Linked DNA regions of Mus musculus: region 1 is linked to region 2. Evidence: chromatin contacts called from public capture Hi-C data. All regions are on one chromosome and are shown on one strand. The core of a region is the stretch at or near the end of the contact, and the rest is flanking DNA. Distances in the headings are between cores, read along the strand shown. Region 1 has its middle 100 kb from the start of Gm23273. Region 2 has its middle 23 kb from the start of 1700065J11Rik.

What was found. Capture Hi-C pulls out chosen DNA fragments and counts their contacts.
Region 1: a capture Hi-C map of embryonic stem cells shows a contact between it and region 2, with 2.7 times the contacts expected there. The contact joins two enhancer-like sites. A contact is called at or near these places in 1 of 115 datasets of contacts at active chromatin or transcription factors (embryonic stem cells) and 1 of 9 other capture datasets (embryonic stem cells).

What each region holds. Positions count from the first base shown.
Region 1 is chr6:35,870,176-35,873,216 of GRCm38.p6, forward strand. No RefSeq gene overlaps it. Among named protein-coding and RNA genes, the nearest start is that of Gm23273, 100 kb to the right of the region's middle. Within about 2 kb of position 1,461, at least 6 of the 459 cell types and tissues checked have an H3K27ac peak or open chromatin away from gene starts, as enhancers often do. A contact at or near this core is called in embryonic stem cells, where this site is marked.
Region 2 is chr6:35,352,386-35,355,228 of GRCm38.p6, forward strand. No RefSeq gene overlaps it. Among named protein-coding and RNA genes, the nearest start is that of 1700065J11Rik, 23 kb to the left of the region's middle. Within about 2 kb of position 1,271, at least 46 of the 459 cell types and tissues checked have an H3K27ac peak or open chromatin away from gene starts, as enhancers often do. A contact at or near this core is called in embryonic stem cells, where this site is marked.

The DNA.
Region 1 (3,041 bases), core at 211-2,710, 520 kb after region 2:
TCAGAAAATGTTTAAAATTGTCAGAAGGAAACAGTGCCAGTATGTTTTGCCGCTACTTTCTCCATTTACGTATTATGACTATGCATTTGGTGTGTGTGTGTGTGTGTGTGTGTGTGTGTGTGTGTGTGTGTGTGTGTGTGTTCATCCAGAACAACCTATAAGAATCAATTCTTTCATTCCACCATATGAGTTTAAGACTCAAAGTCAGACTGGCAGCTTGGCAGACAGCATGAACCCTTACCCACTAAGCCATCCTGATACTCCCTCCTCCCATTTTGTTTGTTTATTTGAGACAGATCTTATGCATTCCAGGCTGGTTTTGAACACATTGTTCAGCTCAAAAGATCTTAAATTTCTAATCATCACACTCTCCCCTCAGAAGTTCTGGGATTGCAAAGCTTGTACCACTATTCGTGGCTTATGCAGCTCTTGGGATGAAACCCAGGGCTCCATGCAAGTACATTTTCCAAACTGAGCTGTATCCCTAGCCCCAAGATATCAAATAGGGATGTAAAATGTCAACATCCCCAAAATTACTCATTTTATGGCAAACTATTTTTATATATAAATACATACTGCTGGCTTTGGTGGAAAGCATGTGGACAAGAGAATGAACATAACAAAGAATTTATTCATATACAAAGTCACTTTTAGATGGGAAAGAACAGTTATGAAAGCCAATGAACTTTGACTGAGAAGTGACAAAGGGATGGAGCCTCATCAGTATTGTGGGGTGAACGGAGAAGTAAGATCTGAGCTGGAAGAACTCTCTCTGGCTTCAAAGAGAATACAAAATGAGTTGCTCTCCTGGCCGCTTTTATTTAAGCTTATGCATTTGAATAAATAATATATCCTCAATAATAAATTTAGGAAAAAGTTCTCAAAAACTATAAAGTGCAAAATGGTAAACCTGGATGCTCTTTCCATTCTCTTTATATTTTCTAACTGGCCAATTTCACTATTTGATAACTTGATACAAGTATACAATGCGTTCTGGGTTTCCCTTCACTCTCTATCTTGCTCCCAAGTCTGTCAAGTTCCTCTCCTCATACCCAACCTGTCTCCTTTTCTTGCTTCATGACTTTGGGGGTTGTGTCTAATTTAACCAGGGTCACCTGTGTAACATTTGTGTTAGTTTATTGATGCTGGGCTCATCAGTAGGTGCTAAAGACAATTCCCTTTCTCCTTGAATCTTGCTTCGGTGTTCCTCCTCCATCCGTCTGTAACTTGTGGCACACCATTTTTTGCGCAGGCCCCATGTAACCTCCCCAGCCTCGAAGCAGGCTGATCTAGACTTTGACCTTGCTGCCACTAAGGAGATTACCTAGGGTGGAGCCTTCCAACCTAGATGGCTCTATTGTTCTGTCACCTGCCACTGCTTTCCTCCAAGGCACTGCAACCTGCTGAGAGGCCCCTGAGATATTCCGGAGGAACTCTCCTACACATCGCCTACAGGCTGGCTCCAGACACCAAGAATGGACTGGCGGGGGATGGGCCTCCCCCTTATAAGCACACTCTCTTAGTATACTCAGAGCCTTGAACAGGGAATCATCTTGACTTCATTATCTCTCTCGCTGTAAAAGTATTTTTTAGCCCCAGCCTGCCTCCCAGGTGTATCCGGTTCAAGAAGGCCACGGGCCGGCATTGCAACAGCAGCATCCTCAGCTGCTGTAAGTTTGTGAGTGATTTCAGTGAATGTCTTTCCAAGAAGGTGACATGTCCACCCGCTCTTCTTAGTTTCTAGATCTTGCGTTCTTTCCATGCCTTCATTACAATATTCTGACCCGCGCAGAGAGGATGGTATAGATGATTTGTTTGGATCCTAGCACTCACGCAGTGCCCTGCGTAGCCACGAGTCTCCGCATTCACCATTTTATGCCCGAGAGAGAGGGTGAGAATATTAGTTATCTATGGGTATCAACATAGATATTTAGATGCTAGGTCAATTTGGCAAACTGATAGTGTGATGGTTTGAATGTGAATGTCCCCATAGACTTAGTTATTTGAACACTTGTCCCCTAGCTGGTGGCACTGTTTGGCGGAAGTTATGGAGAGATGTGGCTTTGATCGAGGGAGTACATCACTAGGGGTGGGCTTTGAGAGTTTATAACCTCAAGTTATAAAGTTTATAACGTTTGAGAGTTTAAACCTTTCCTGTTTGCTCTCTGCTTCATGTTTATGGTTGAAGATGTGATCTCTCAGCATATTGATCCAGTTGCCTATAGCCATTATCTACTTTTCCTCTGAAATCATAAGCGAAATTAACATATTCTGTAAATCACCATGATCCTGGTTCTTCATCACTAGAACAGAGAAGTAATGAGTGCATATTGTGTTTGGTTCTCTCTGGGGCCTGTGTGTTTCCTCCGTCGGTCTGTGATCAGTGGAAACTCCTAGTGACCTTTTCTTTACTTTGGAGGAGTTCAAGGAATTCATGAACATTTCAGCAAGAAAAGAAGAAACAGCAATCTTCCATGGCTGGACACTATATATTCTGTATCTTTTCAACATTTTATCTCACACAACTTGAACATGTGTCATTTCAGTATGAACAGAGATATCTCACTAAACAAGATTCCAGAGTATTCTCTGCTATGTATGGTCTTATGTTAGTTGTTCCTCAGGCTTTGCGGTTAGATTTTAATAGTTTGGGGTTGGTTTTAATCTTTTGTATTTTTAAGGGGGATATGTTCGCTTCTTTACAGTCACATTTTCTTTTTCAACAATAAGGATATTTATGGAAATATTCATTTCTATCTAGGCTTTTTCATCAAAAAGTGTACATAATGTACCTTAATTGGTAATCATTTCTAAACTACCTGGAATTCAGTTTTGATTAGCTTTTTTCTTTGAGTGAAAGGTTCCTGGCATATTCTGATAGAGCAGTGAACATGTCTGGCAGTGTTCCATATGGTATTATCCAGTATCATGACCCCAATCTTAGTGAGTATGAAAGTGCCTTGCTGGGTCCACACAATAAAAGATTCCCCCAGGACCACATTTCTGAATCCTGATTCTAAGCAACAATCACTGTAGTTTAA
Region 2 (2,843 bases), core at 21-2,520:
CCAGCCTGGTCTACATTGTGAATTCCAGGGCATCAGGGCTATGTGGAGAAACCTTGTCTTTTAAAAAAGGAAAAGCCAGGTGGTGGTGGTGGTTGTTGCTGTGATGGTGGTGGTGCACGCTTTTAATCCCAGTACTGGGGAAACAGAGGCAGGCAGATCTCTGAGTTCACAGCCAACCTGGTCTATAGAGTGAGTTCCAGGACAGCCAGGGCTATATTGAGAGGTCCTGTCTTAAAAATAAGAAAAGAAATCAGACATGTGAGGGAAGCCATAGAGGGTCCTCTACACCATTCTGTCCAGTGTCAAACACCTTTTATATGGAATGGAACAATGCAATAGCTGAGTCCTGTCTGGACTCCTTACAAACAAAATTGTGAAATACAGTAGATATTTGAGTAATTTTTTAAGCCACCAAGTTTGTTCTAGGATAGTTTGTGGTAGGATAGAGACCACTAGAATTTTACTGGAAAGAAATCTAGACGCACAAACATCCAGCTGGGAGAGACCTAGAGTTCTCTGGTTTGCACACTATAATTCTGAATCTTGGGGTTGGTGACAGCATGCTGTAGTAGAGGCCCTGGGTTCCACCCGCAGATCTAAACACTGTCAGAGACATCTAAAAGTTGGCCGTGAAATGCAGCAGGTGCGTAAGCCCTTTAACTTCTGCTTTTCCTTTCCTGCCCATGATGACAGGCTGGCTGCATTGCTCTTTCCTGGATAACCCTGTTGGAGCCGTGCCTAAAGCTGTACATATAGATGTCTGCTCACTCGTATCATAGAGGTGAAGCTGCTCCGAGAATCTGGAGTTGGTGTCCGTCTGCCTTTCCCATGGCCAGGGAGAGCTCTCTGAGGTTGGACCTACATTTTCCTTTCGACTTGCCTCTCCCCATTCCTTCTAGCAGGCCTGCAATGGAGAATCCCCCATCCAACCCAGGAAGGACAGTCACTCTGTGTAGGGAGAGCTCTAAGCATCCTACCTAAACGCTAAGGCATGGGAGCCATGCATGGATCCTATGAGCCCGCACGACCCCATCACCATCAGCCCACACAGGGCCCCCTGCCCTGAGGAATGCCCACTTTCATGTTTTGCTCTTCATGTTTTGAATGCCCCGATTTTGTTTTGAAGAGGGGGTTGGGCTTTTTTTTTTTTTTGTATTGGATTCTGAAAATCATGTAGCTGATCTTGTCCAAGGCTCATATTAGGTTTGCCAAGACGAGGGTGTTTGGCTGGGTCATTGTCACAGCCTACAGACTCACAGAGGACTGGGTGGAGTAGGGTGGGGTGGGGTGGGGACAAACCACATTTAAAACTGAATGTAGAATTCCTTCGCTCTGCTGGCCAGTCCTTAGGACAGATCCTCCCATAATTAACAACATGGTCTTCTCTGGCAGGACGAAGTGGGTGTCAGGGATGCGTGTCTAGGAGCAGAACTGGAGGTATACGGTGTAGCTAGGGCCAAAACAACAAATCCAGAATGTGCTGACTCTGTAACCATTCCTCACTTGGAACCAAGCTGGGGAAGCGCCCCACCCCCACCCCTCAATGGCTGGTTTTTCTACAGGGGAGATGAAAGTTGGCCTTGTCCGGTAGCACAGCTTCTCTGCCCCGGAAGCCATGAGGAGCAGAAGCCCTATGCTGAGTCTCCATAAGGGCAGAGGGGGCCCAGACTCACAGTCCCCTTGAGAGCAGAGGTCGATCCCACTTTGCCTAGGTTGTTACACGCTTGGTTATCATTCTGAAAACTTCTCTGCCTGCTGTGGGCTTGCCAGCTCACATATCCGTCTCCATTCAAAACACAGCTGCTTCTTTTGCCTGCCAGCTGTGTCTCAAAAAAATCAACAAAGCCAGGTCGGTGGGGGCTGAGCGCACGCGTGTTTCTTTGCCCCCTTTTGCTATTGCTTTGTTGGCTTACAGCTGTCATTTTCCAGTCATGGTCCCTAAACTTGTGGCATCAGCACCACCTGATGAATGAACACAAATGATGATTCTGGGGACTCCAGCCCAATTCTACTGAATCTAAAACCCGGGGGGTGGAACCCTGCACTTTCCCAAGCCTTCTAGGTGGCCCTAATAATCAAGGCGGTTCGAGAACTAGTCTCCTGCAGCAAAAAACAGGGTCCTCTTTTTACTCCCCACGCCGTGCTCCCCCCCCCCCCCGCCCCCAGCGGTTGAGCTGATACTTGTGTGGTGGGTAGGTGGGTTATAGTTTTGAAAGGGAAAGAAAGAATAACCGTGTGTATGGACCACAACCCTCAGTCACACACAGACACAAAAACACCCCCCCGCCCCCATACACATAAGGATGTGTCAAAACCTGTCTCACTCCGCGTTCCTCCTCCGTTTAACATCTGTTTGGCACACTTTGGGTTGTTTGAACAAGAGAATCAGTGTCGGAATGAACTTGCTTGCAGGGTGTCTGGAAGGCAGGTGCAGCCTGCTACTTTTAATGCAAGCTGAGAACAAACGCAGCATAGTGAGCTCAAATCAGCCTTCTGCTGTTAGAGGCAGGGCTGGGATTTATGTTTTGCTGGCCCTGGGCCCCCTAATGGGCTGCCTTACCTTGGGGTCTTAATTAGAAGCAGCAGTGGCCCTGGGGCCTGCTGGGTTTCTATTTGATGTGACTGCTTAAAAGCCCTGAGATGGAAACCAGGCCTTTTGTTATTTCACGGGTTCTGAAAAGCTGTTTCATAAAAGCCCCTTTGCGCTCTCGTGTACCAATGTAATAATAATAATAATAAAAGTCATTTACACAGGGAAGCGATTGGTAACCTCTAACTCCATGCACTGTGGCATCTCAGGTCCAGGCTAGGTCATTTTAGACAGCTTGGCTCTCCAGTGAGAC